Linked DNA regions of Mus musculus: all the other regions are linked to region 3. The links are chromatin contacts, called in public ChIA-PET, Hi-C and promoter capture Hi-C maps. All regions are on one chromosome and are shown on one strand. The core of a region is the stretch at or near the end of the contact, and the rest is flanking DNA. Distances in the headings are between cores, read along the strand shown. Region 1 holds the start of Ctse (cathepsin E). Region 2 has its middle 21 kb from the start of Fam72a. Region 3 holds the start of Dyrk3 (dual-specificity tyrosine-(Y)-phosphorylation regulated kinase 3). Region 4 has its middle 14 kb from the start of Avpr1b.

Region 1 (2,700 bases), core at 129-2,628, 500 kb before region 3:
AATATATAATGTATAATATGTGTATATAATATATAATTAAGATATTATATATAATTAATGTACATATATAAGAGTTTATATTAGAATTTATTTTTAATTTTAAAATGATTTTGTTTTTATGTGCATTGGTGTCTTGCCTGCATGTGTGTCTGTGTACCATGCATGTGCCTGGTATTCAGGGAGGCTAGAAGAGGGTCTTGGGTCCCCTGGAACTTGAGTTACAGATGGTTTGAGCTGCCATATATGTGCTGGGAATTCAACTCAAGTTCTCTAGAAGAGCAGCCAGTGTTCACCATGGAGCCCTCCTTCCAGTTCCCTCTCGAGTTTATAACAGAAATGAGTAATATGCTATGAAATTTTTGCCAGTAGGTTTTTTTGTTTTGTTTTGTTTTGTTTTGTTTTTAAGAGAGTGCCTCACTGTGTTCTGACGAGCCTGGAACTCGATATGTAGACCAGGGTGGTCTTGAACTCACAGAGATCCACCTGCCTCTGCCTCCCAAGTGCTGGAATCAAAGGTGTGTAGCTCCACACCTGGATCAGCAGTTATCTTTGTCCTGAAGAAATTTCCTTTAGCAACGCATTATTAACAGCTATAATGCAATTAGCAGCTCATGTACAGTACACTCTAATTTAGAAATAACATGCAGATGTAGAACATTATATAAACATTAATGACAGTAAGTCATGCCATAATAAAAGTCTTACACACACACACACACACACACACACAGAGAGAGAGAGAGAGAGAGAGAGAGAGAGAGAGAGAGTTAAATCAGGAACTGAAAGGCACCGTTCAGACAATATGACTTCTATTGCAAAACCTCCGATTTCATCAGTACACAAATAGTAGTAGGGATTTTAAAACCATCTAAATAAAGAGTGGAGGGCAGCTTGACCTACCTAGTGAGACCATGTCTCAAAAAATCAACCAAGCAAATAAAACAAAAACTTCAAAGTCCTACGCAAAGCTCCCCGTAGGAAAATCAATCTTACAAACCAAGCAAATGGCAGCCTTCTTAGGAGGTGCTCACTTTTACCTGTGAGGAAATTATCATAATAAATGGATTTTTGTTAACTAAAGCATGAGATTGTCATTTCCCAGAAAAATTTGTAACAAGATTATAAACCACTTACCTTTGAAGTTACCGGATATAACCCAAAATGTCAAGAATTTCGTTTTCTTGTAGTAAGTGGATGGGTTGGGCTCCGAAGCTGAGCTCTGTGTGGAAACCCCGTTTTGTTGTTTGCTAACTCCGACTTTAAGCAACTCTTATCTCTTGGCCACCTCAGCTGCAAATGGAGATAACCACGCCTGATCTTTCTAACCGCTTCTGGAGTCACACAGGGCATCTGCAGTTCTGAGGAACAAATGAAGTTGTGAGACGGGCATACAGTTTTTTGGCACTTACAGGAAGTGTGCCTGCTCTTTCAAATAAACAGGAAACAGACTTTAAAGTCAAGTAAAGGAAGGTAGGCATGGTGGTGCATGTCTCTAATTCCCCTGTGTGAGAGGTGGATACAGACATATCAGGAATTTGGGGCCAGCCTCAGCTACATACTGACTCGAGGCTAGCCTGTGGTACATGAGACCTTGTCTCCATAAAAATAAAATAAATAAAGGATGTGCAGAGGCAGTAGAGGACATTATTTCCATAAACACAAGATTGTTTTTTGTTGAGCCAGCTGTGGCCAGGTGCCAAGGTCACAGTGGAGACCACAATGCTCACAGCCAGATGTTCTTCGAACTCCAAATATCAAAGCAACCATTGACTGTTTGTAAATGAGCTACCACATGAATTGAACATGTCAAAGCCTTCTTTAAGACAACTTCAGTCAATAAATGGGCTCCATAATCAACTTCAAGAGACACAGGAGATTTATTTGGAGAAATGAAATTTTGCGGGTAACAACCAGAAAGATGTTCTTGGTTTTTTTTTTTAAAAGATTTATTTATTTATTATATGTAAGTACACTGTAGCTGTCTTCAGACACACCAGAAGAGGGCGTCAAATCTCATTACGGATGGTTGTGAGCCACCATGTGGTTGCTGGGATTTGAACTCAGGACCTTTGGAAGAGCAGTCAGTGCTCTTATCCACCGAGCCATCTCGCCAGCCGGTTTTGTTTTGTTTTGTTTTGTTTTGTTTTGTTATTGTTGTTGTTGTTGTTTTCCAAGACAGGGCTTCTCTGTATAGCCCTGGCTGTCCTGAAACTCACTTTGTAGACCAGGCTGGCCTCAAACTCAGAAATCTGCCTGCCTCTGCCTCCCAAGTGCTGGGATTAAAGGCGTGTGCCACCACTGCCTGGCCAGAAAGATGTTCAAGCTTCAGAAGTGGTGAAGTGTTTCATCACACGGAGCTGAGAAGGCATGCCCAAGTACCTCTGCTCTGCTCCAAATCCTCTAGGAGCACCTCTGCAGCCACCCTGAGGAAAGAAAGGTGACAGCACCCCAGTGACAGCATCCCAGGTGACAGTCCTGCCCTTCACTCACTCACAGGGCATTTACTGAGGACCCGTTACATCCCAGGCACTGACTAGGTACTGGGGACATAAGTCAGACTGGACAAGATCTCAGGCCACACAGGACTTTTGAAATCTGCTTTGTGAATTGTCCTGGTCACACTGTGTCTACTCAGGTTCTGCCCCCTCCCCACCTTTATTTTATTTTATTTTATTTTATTTTATTTTAATTTTTTATCCT
Region 2 (2,700 bases), core at 137-2,636, 410 kb before region 3:
AACAAACACAAACAACCCCTCCCCAATAAACAAAATTACTTTGGTAATTCCACTTCTGGAACTTATCCCACTAATATTCCAAGCATGTTTAAAGACATAGTAGAAAAATATCCTTTGCTATATTATTTATATGGGCAATGGAGTCAAGAGAATCAAGTGTTCAAGGTCAGCCTTTGCTACTGTTATGCCAGGAAATGTTCATGAACCCCAAAAGACCACTAAATTGCTGAATCCAATGCAATCGCTTTATGGTCTCTGTTCAACCTCGAGCTTGCGGTCCCCACCAACCCCGACACAGCAGGAAGGTGGAGTCCTGAGCCTAGTTTTAGGCAAGCATTTAGAGATGCAAGAAGGGAGTATCTAGCCTGGTACAAATCTGATTGGGGAGCCATTATGGCCTTTAATATAATTTGCTGGTGCTGGAAGCCAAGCTATAAACTTGGCTTTCTGCTTTCTTCCTGTTTGGTGGCTCTTAGGAAGTGAAGTGTCCCAGGTAGGCTTGTAACCTGGAGGTGCAGATTTGCTGGGGAATAACCTAGAAACTGGTGCTAGACACAGGTTTTGATGGGAGGAAGCCTGGAACCTGATGCTAGATGCAGATCTTGTTAGGGGGTAACCTGGAAACTGGTGCTAGGTACCAGAGTGTTTGTTTATTTACCTTAGGTCAGGTTCTCTAAGATGGAGTCTGAACCCAAAAGATTTGGTCTCTCACTACAAAGTGAGTTTGAATTTTAGTATCTGGTCCTAAAGTTTCTATGACACCAAAGCCAAGAAGAAGTCCCATAGGTCATCATTCTACCCTAGATGAAAATCAACCTCTTCTTCCTCTACTTCTTGAGACACAGTCCTACTATGTACCCCTAATTGATCTAGATCTTGGTATGTAGACCAGACTAGCCTAAAACTCACAGAGATCTTCCTGCCTGTGAGTGCTGGGATTAAAACATGAACCATCACACTCAGCAATGAAAAATTTCATTACCTTTTTGGGAAATTTTCTCCTTCCTTGTTCCTTCTGTTTTCAAGGTCATAGATAACACACACACACACACACACACACACACACCCCTTCAGTGAGTTCAGATTTTATCCAAAGATGCATGATCATTCTGTAAAAAACACTTTAAGGTGATAAGTTACTAAAGACTTACCTAACCTGCTTAGATTAAAGACAAAGGTAATTAATAGTTCAATAAATATTTCCACAGCAGAGACAGAACAAGAAAGAAGAGTTATTTTGATTTGAGAACTCCCCTTTTCATCAAACTTCCCTCTGTAAGTGTTTGGACTCCAGTGTTATGAAATGTTGGTAACAGATTTGGACTGAGGCATGAGATAGTTAACATCTGCAGTTTGAATGCAGGGGCCACGAGAGGTCGCTGACAGGAGGGGGTAAACAAGGGTAGTCTCCCTTGGCACACTGTCTTCACATAGAATCAACCAAGTTCCTGGCCTCTGTTCAGCTAACCAACCCCTAAGCACAGAAAAGAACGAAAGATTGCAACCCAAGGAAGGAAGTGTTAGAATCCAAGGGCCTGGAATCAAAGAAAACATATTTAAATGGAAACCAGGCTGCTACTAGTGCTCGGGAATGGCTAGAGCAGGCAGAGAAAAGGGGGTGGATGATCTAAGCTTAGGATCTCTTGGCTATAGGACCTTGGTAAGAGCTCTGCCCCTAAATTCCATCTGTCACCAATGGAAACCGGAAAGGAAATCTGTAATAAGAGCCAAGCCTGCGAGGGGTAGGGCGTGGGGAGGGGGAACTAGTCTCAGATGGGTGTGCCCTCTGTATACTTAATACTGTGGCCTGCTCAGCAAATTTGTGCTTCTCTATTCCTTGGACTACTGTCTATTTTAATGACTAGGAAACATTTGATCTCAAGCAGTTCAGGAACTCAGTCTCCTGCTTGCGTTGGTCTAGACCTAGAGGCAAGGAACAGCTGTACTAGTTGGTTTGCTTGTGGATACTCTTGGGCAGCAATTCCTGGTCCTTTGCTCCACCTAGTGGATTTCCAGGCTAGAAGAGGCTCTAAAAGAGACCTGTGATGAGTGAAGTGTGCTTTTGCTGGAAACTCTAAACTTCTGTCAGGTTCTTCAATACTGGATTCCATCTGTGTGCTCTTGTTCACAATGATTGCATTTTCACTGAATCTGAATGAGTGCTTGTGTGAGTCATCAAAATCTAATATACTCTTTCTTCTTCTATAGAAATAACATTATATAATTAGGAGCCTTAAGCCAACACAGAAAAGCATATTTCATTTATAATTATATCCTCTGATGTCCAAATCCAATCAAAGCTCCATAGGGTCATTGAATTGAATAATGGCCTATATAGTACTTCAGAGACTCCTTTGAACAATAATTGGTCAGATAGTCATAGGACTATTGTTCAAGACGTTTCACACTTAGTTATAAAAACAGATGAAAGAACATAAAGATGTGTGGCAATGCTGAGAATCTTAGGTTCTGAGGGATTCTGAACAGCTGACTCACAGATCCAAATGCAGAGATCAAAATCACTATCAGCGTAGGCTTAGGGCATTAGTGTCCACGACAGAAATTCAGCAGTCTATACCTACTTACTAGTCACCTGCATGCTTCTGTCACCAGTATCACAGCTAGTCAAGCCATCACACTTTATTCTCTGCTTATATTCAATATGTAAGTCTTATTATGAGCTGAATTTTGCTGTTGTTG
Region 3 (2,700 bases), core at 11-2,510:
CCCTAACCCGCTGGAGGCAAGTAGAACAGGAAGGCTTTAGCTTGGCTCTAGAAGATGCGCCTTAAAGACAGAAGGGAAGACTTGCAGTGATTCGAAATGAGGTAATTAAACATGTCCAGGCAAGTCCCAACCAACCCTTCCGGTAGTAGTCTGGGGTGTTCACCTCTTAGAAGTCCTGAGAGCAGGATCAGTTAGTAGAATTTTGTAATCTTGGAGCGGGGGAGGTGCCTTTGTTGCCATGGAACTCTGTCTACAAACAAGAGTCAAAGAGCCCAATTTAAAAACAAAAACCCTAGGAAAGTAAGATTGCACTGGTTGTGGATGAAAGAGAGACAGAAAACTTCTAAAAGATCATCATTGAAGAAAACATTTTTACTTATATCACAGGCTAAGTCAACACTGAACAGATGAAAATAAAGTGTCCCAAATGGACAGATTCTTAGCTGCAAATAGAGTGTGGATCTTCTGAGAACAGGGACTGTGACTTTTACGAACCCCAAAAGGAGCCTCGGTTGGACATTTGAAGATTCGTGGAATTATGCTCTATGAAATAATTTCCAGTGTGCACCAGGTGGCGTGCGCCACCGATGCGTGGAAGAACCTTTGGTTTTTGTTTTGTTTTGTTCTCATAGATCCAATGGGCTCATCCTATGTGTATGAGTTTATGCCTGTGCACCACATACGTGCCTGCTACTCTCAGATGTCAGAAGAGGGCATTAAACACCCCGGGACTAGAGTTATGGATGGTTGTGAACTGCCACGACCGTGTTGGGAATCAAATCCGCTCTTGCAGAGGAGTTTTGCAGCCTTAGGAAATCTGATGGGCACCAAGCTCAACACAACCGCCACTTCTGTGGCTTAACAGCCTTTCTTTTCACTTCCATTTTAACTGTCGAAATAGACTTAACATGGACGGTACTTCTCAGAAAGAGTGAGGTACGCTTTCACATATTAAAGATGCGCAGAGCTCTCCAAGCGGTCTGCTGAGCAGGCAGGCTGTGCTGCTGATACTCCCATGTTTGGTTTCACGGCTAGGTGAATACGAAGAAGCGTAGGTTCCAAGCCAGTTTCCTCTTTTGCAAAAAGAACTGCGAGCACACCACCCAGGAACAGCACGCCCCTCGCTCCGCCTCCTCCCCGCTCCCTCCAAGGCGGCGTTGCGCAGGCGCGGCAGGGCGTGCGCGGTTGCTAAGCGACGCGGCCGCTCCCGCGTGGTCTCCCTGCGGACCGCGCGAGCCCAGTGCCCAGCCTCGTCTTGTAGCGAAGCCAGCAGGTGCGGTGCTGGAGGCGACCCACCGGGCCAACCGCCGCCTCTGTGTCCGCGGGGCGAGCTCGCGATGGGAGGCGCAGCCCGCGATCGCGGGAGGAAGGACGCGGCGCTGCCGGGGGCCGGGCTCCCGCCGCAGCAGCGGAGGTAACGGCGCCCGGGTAGGAGCGGGAGGACTCCTTGCGGGTCTGGGCTGCCTGTCCATCAGCGCGGTGAGCGGGAAGGGCGGGGGAGGGCGGGCGGGACGGCGCGGCCTCCGGAGAGCTGGGTCTGGGACCTGCGCGCAAGACCTGCGCCCTGTTGCTCCGAGAGTCTGCCCAGCCCGCCCTGGCCCTGGGGTGGAGCAGCAGAGACCCGGGACCTTGTTCCCCATGTGCCGCTTTTGGGGGGGGGTCCCTTTCCCCCTCCGCATCGGGCCCTGGCTAAAGGAACCCAATCCGCTCGTTCGCGTCTGGCTGTTACTCTGCAGATGCGGTGCTGGTGTGTTTCATCGTGCAGTATGGCAGAGGCCGGACCTGTCTAGAAAATTGCCTGTTATCAAAACATTGTCTGAACCTCAATATATTTTTTAGAAGATATTTTAATTTCTTGTGGGATGTTTTTAAAGCCCTCCTTTATTCCTTTAACACTTGTGTTAAACTCTATAAGTATTTTTTTTTAATAAGACAGATCTCAAAAGTGACTGAAAAGATATTTTTTTTAAAGACAATGAAAAATGTTACCTAGTCATGGTTGTGTTAGTAGTATATAATCTGAGATGGTAACATGAACCGGTGACCAGAGTGACCCGCAAATCCGTAGTCTTGGGAGCAGATAAAATGCATTATTCAAGGCCATCTTGTGGCTTTAGTAAATCCTGCCCATTGTTTGTGTGCCTTCACTGTGGAGGACCCACAGTGTAAAGACAGAACCATTCTGTAGTCCTTTAGCATTTTAAATATCTCCATATGCCAGGAAATGAAGTGGGAACAGAAGAGAGATTTGGTACATCGTGTAACTTAAAGCAAAGCATCGGGTGGGTTCCTGTTGGCTGCCTTTTTTCACTAGTTAGCTTAGCTGTAAATGGGTGCATAAAATAATGAAGAGAAGACAGCTGTTCTGCTAGTCTTCTCTTCTTGTAGTCTGAGAGTGTAGACGTCCTTTTCTTCCCATTTACCTGTGAGGCTGTTCAGAGGGGGAAGGTAGCACAGCCAGGGGCTGAAACTAGAATAGAGGTGTTAGACTTGCATTCTAAAACAAACCTCTATGTTATGTTTATTTCTTTCTGCTTTTAGGTTTCTTATTCAGTTCAAGTTAATTGGTAGTCCCTCATTTTTTGAACAGCATTCGATTACTTATTATTTGTTAGTTAGAGACAGGGTCTCTTTATTATGTAGCTTTGGCTGTCCTGGAAGTCACTCTGTAGACCAAGCTGGCCTCAAACTCAGCAGAGA
Region 4 (2,700 bases), core at 35-2,534, 480 kb before region 3:
CCGAGCCAGGAGGGAGTGGGATGGGACAAGATTTCATCACACCGTTGAGCTTGTGTACCTATTTTGGTTAATGTTCTCAGCTCCAGTTGGCTGTAACTGACACCAAGGAAAGCGAGGCTGTAGACCACAGAGAATGACTGTAAACTCCAGTCACCAGATGCCACCCCACCAGCAATCAAAAAGCTTTTGTTTGTGATGGTCCCATGAACTTAGAGGATCCGTTCCCTTGGGGAGCTATCATGCTGTTCCCCTTGGTCTCCTCCGCTGGGGGAAGCACTGGATAAAAATTTCCCCAACTTGTGTGATAATAAGATGTAGAAAAATGGATGTGCTTTAGCAGCCAGTTGATTGTGTGTCTGGAAAGACAAACGTCAGCAAACAAGGCCCACCTTATCTGGGGGGGGGGGGGTCGAACAAGGCTTGTTCTGAAGGAGCAAGCGTGCAAATGCTACCTCAGAGCTACAGCAGGATTCCACCACCATGCCACTAGTGAGCTGGACGCACCGGGTGAGAGGTGTGTTTAGTGGATCTGCTCCTTGGATCAATATAGATTTCAGGGTTCCGCGAGATCAGAGAGAGGCAGTAAACTGACCCTGCCTCATCTGGTTTTGGAGTCCCCGGACCCCTCCCTCCCTCCAACAGTCCTGCATGTGTCTCCGGTTTTTCCAGCACATTCCCCACGCGTAACCCTTCCACAGCAACAGAAGTCTCTTAGATGTTGTCTTTGTCAGATGCACCTTGTGACCTGTAGAAGGAAGTCAATGAGAAGCCAACACTCTTAAGGCTGTCTTTCCCAGTCCCCCAACCCAGCTGGGATTCATAGTTGCCTCAGGCTGTCCTGAGTAGGGGTGAGGTGCTGAGTAGGAGCTTTAACCTGATTTATTTACTTATTATTATTTATTTGCTTTTTTTAAATGGTATTTTGGGAGAGGGTTTCTCTGTGTAGCCCTGGCTGTAGACCAGGCTGGTCTCAAACTTGTCTGCCTCTGCATCCTCAGTGCTGGGATTAGGGGCTCATGTTACCATCGCCCGACTTCAACCCAACCTGATTCTTTTTTTTCTTTTTTTTCTTTTTTTCCTTCGCTCGCGCACGCGCGTGCACGCGCATGTATACTCACCTCTCATGCAATATATCCGGACCGCAGTTTCCCCTCCCTCTACTCCTCCCAGTTCCCCAAACACACACCTACGCTTTCATGCAGATCCACTGCCCTTCAGAAAAGAACAGGCCTCCCAGGAATATCAATGGAGCACAGTGTATCTAGTTAGTTACTGTAAGGCTAGGCACCTAGCCCAGCCCAGCCCAGCCCAGCTTGGGTGTGGGAGTGGGGAGGTGACATACACAACACTCAGGACCTGCTACTCTGGCTCCACACTGCCACCTTGTGGTTGCAGACCTGGTACCTTCATGACTTTTTTTTTTTTTTTTTGAGACAGCGTTTCTCTATGTAATCCAGGCTGTCCTGGAACTCGCTCTGTAGATCAGGCTGGCCCGGAATTCACAGAGATCTGCTTGCTTCTGCCTCCTGAGTTCTGGGATTAAAGGGTGAGCCACCACCGCCTGGCTACCTTCAGTACTTTGTCAGTGAGCTGCTTGCTTAGAAAAAAAAAAAATCATGTTTTAATTGTATATTGTGAAGCCCATTGTCAGTGCTCATAAGAAATAAATATGGCCAGAATGACCCTAGGTATTAAAGAGTCATATTGGTTCATTTCAACCAGGACTTTGAGGTTCTGGACCCAGAAGAGAACTGTGGCAGCCTGGGCTGTGTTAATAGTCACTTGGTAGACCAAAGACATATTTACATACAAAACACAAGATAGCCACCTGGAAAATCAATAGCTGGTTTTAATAACTTAAAAATCCATCCCAAGGAATCTCCACAATTACCTGCTCAGCTTCCCACATACCCGTATCCATTCTTCCCTCCCTGTACCTGGTGTTCTATTCCTGCCTGGGCTGCCTGTACCTGGTGTTCTAGTCGTGCCTGGGCTGCCGTTTCTGGTTTCATTTTAGAAGGCAGGCTCTCACTATGTGAGCTAGCACTTTCTCTTGTGACTTGCACAAGGAGAATGTACTTGTTTAGGGATCTGGGCCCCAGCTGTCCCTTCCACGAGAGACTGCACTGACTGACTGTTTTTCTGAAAGCAGGTTCTACCACTACACCCATTTGGGGTTTGTTTACTTTTGCAACACTAGGGTCAGGGGTTAAACCTAGGATTTGGTTTGCTTGATAAGGGATTGCTCTGCACTGAGCTATGCCTCCAGCTCTTTTCTTTTTTTTTCTTCTTTTTTTCTTTTTAGACAGGGTCTTGCTAAAACATCCAATCTGGTCTTGAATTTGCCTTGTAGCACGGGAGGCAGCTCTTGCATTTAGAAGCCTCCAGCCTTAGTCTGCTGGGGAGCTGAGTCTGTGGATGCAGGCTCAGACTTCCTGTGTAGATTTTAAGGTACTGGAGTAATGAACTTTACAATCCACAGGATATGCATGTGTGTGTGTCCACATATATCCATATCTCCCACACAGAGCAGCATGACTCAGTTTATCCTGGGGTTAGGGCTCAGAAATGGCTTTGGTTCCCTTCCCATCCCACAGATCCCACATGCTTGTACTCCATACAAGGCAGAAGAGAGGTGGTTAGATGCATGGGACTGCCTTGGCAACAGAAGACACAGGACAGAGAAAGGGGAGGTGACCA

What was found. Promoter capture Hi-C pulls out the DNA fragments that hold promoters and counts their contacts. Hi-C and Micro-C count contacts between places; a contact is called where the count stands out from the background. ChIA-PET counts read pairs in DNA pulled down with a chosen protein or histone mark.
Region 1: a contact with region 3 is called in an RNA polymerase II ChIA-PET map of memory CD8 T cells, with 8 read pairs. The contact joins the promoter of Ctse here to the promoter of Dyrk3 in region 3. A contact is called at or near these places in 3 of 39 promoter capture datasets (the C10 cell line, the HPC-7 cell line and erythroid cells) and 1 of 115 datasets of contacts at active chromatin or transcription factors (memory CD8 T cells).
Region 2: a contact with region 3 is called in a promoter capture Hi-C map of liver, with 2.8 times the contacts expected there. The contact joins the enhancer-like site here to the promoter of Dyrk3 in region 3. A contact is called at or near these places in 7 of 39 promoter capture datasets (the 3T3-L1 cell line, 3T3-L1-derived adipocytes, the C10 cell line and 3 more), 6 of 484 Hi-C or Micro-C datasets (CD8 T cells, Th1 cells, liver and 3 more), 10 of 115 datasets of contacts at active chromatin or transcription factors (the 230-238 cell line, the SCID.adh cell line, T-cell acute lymphoblastic leukemia and 6 more) and 2 of 9 other capture datasets (adipose tissue and macrophages).
Region 4: a contact with region 3 is called in a Hi-C map of the G1E-ER4 cell line, with 1.7 times the contacts expected there. The contact joins the enhancer-like site here to the promoter of Dyrk3 in region 3. A contact is called at or near these places in 1 of 484 Hi-C or Micro-C datasets (the G1E-ER4 cell line) and 1 of 9 other capture datasets (liver).

What each region holds. Positions count from the first base shown.
Region 1 is chr1:131,636,992-131,639,691 of GRCm38.p6, reverse strand. Ctse (cathepsin E) reads right to left here and starts at 1,378. Exons shown (of 10, transcript NM_007799.3): 1 at 1,135-1,378.
Region 2 is chr1:131,547,852-131,550,551 of GRCm38.p6, reverse strand. No RefSeq gene overlaps it. Among named protein-coding and RNA genes, the nearest start is that of Fam72a, 21 kb to the right of the region's middle. Within about 2 kb of position 1,386, at least 48 of the 459 cell types and tissues checked have an H3K27ac peak or open chromatin away from gene starts, as enhancers often do. A contact at or near this core is called in adipose tissue, liver and stem cell-derived neural progenitor cells, where this site is marked.
Region 3 is chr1:131,136,794-131,139,493 of GRCm38.p6, reverse strand. Dyrk3 (dual-specificity tyrosine-(Y)-phosphorylation regulated kinase 3) reads left to right here and starts at 1,260. Exons shown (of 3, transcript NM_145508.2): 1 at 1,260-1,414. The coding sequence starts at 1,338.
Region 4 is chr1:131,612,210-131,614,909 of GRCm38.p6, reverse strand. No RefSeq gene overlaps it. Among named protein-coding and RNA genes, the nearest start is that of Avpr1b, 14 kb to the right of the region's middle. Within about 2 kb of position 1,284, at least 53 of the 459 cell types and tissues checked have an H3K27ac peak or open chromatin away from gene starts, as enhancers often do. A contact at or near this core is called in the G1E-ER4 cell line and liver, where this site is marked.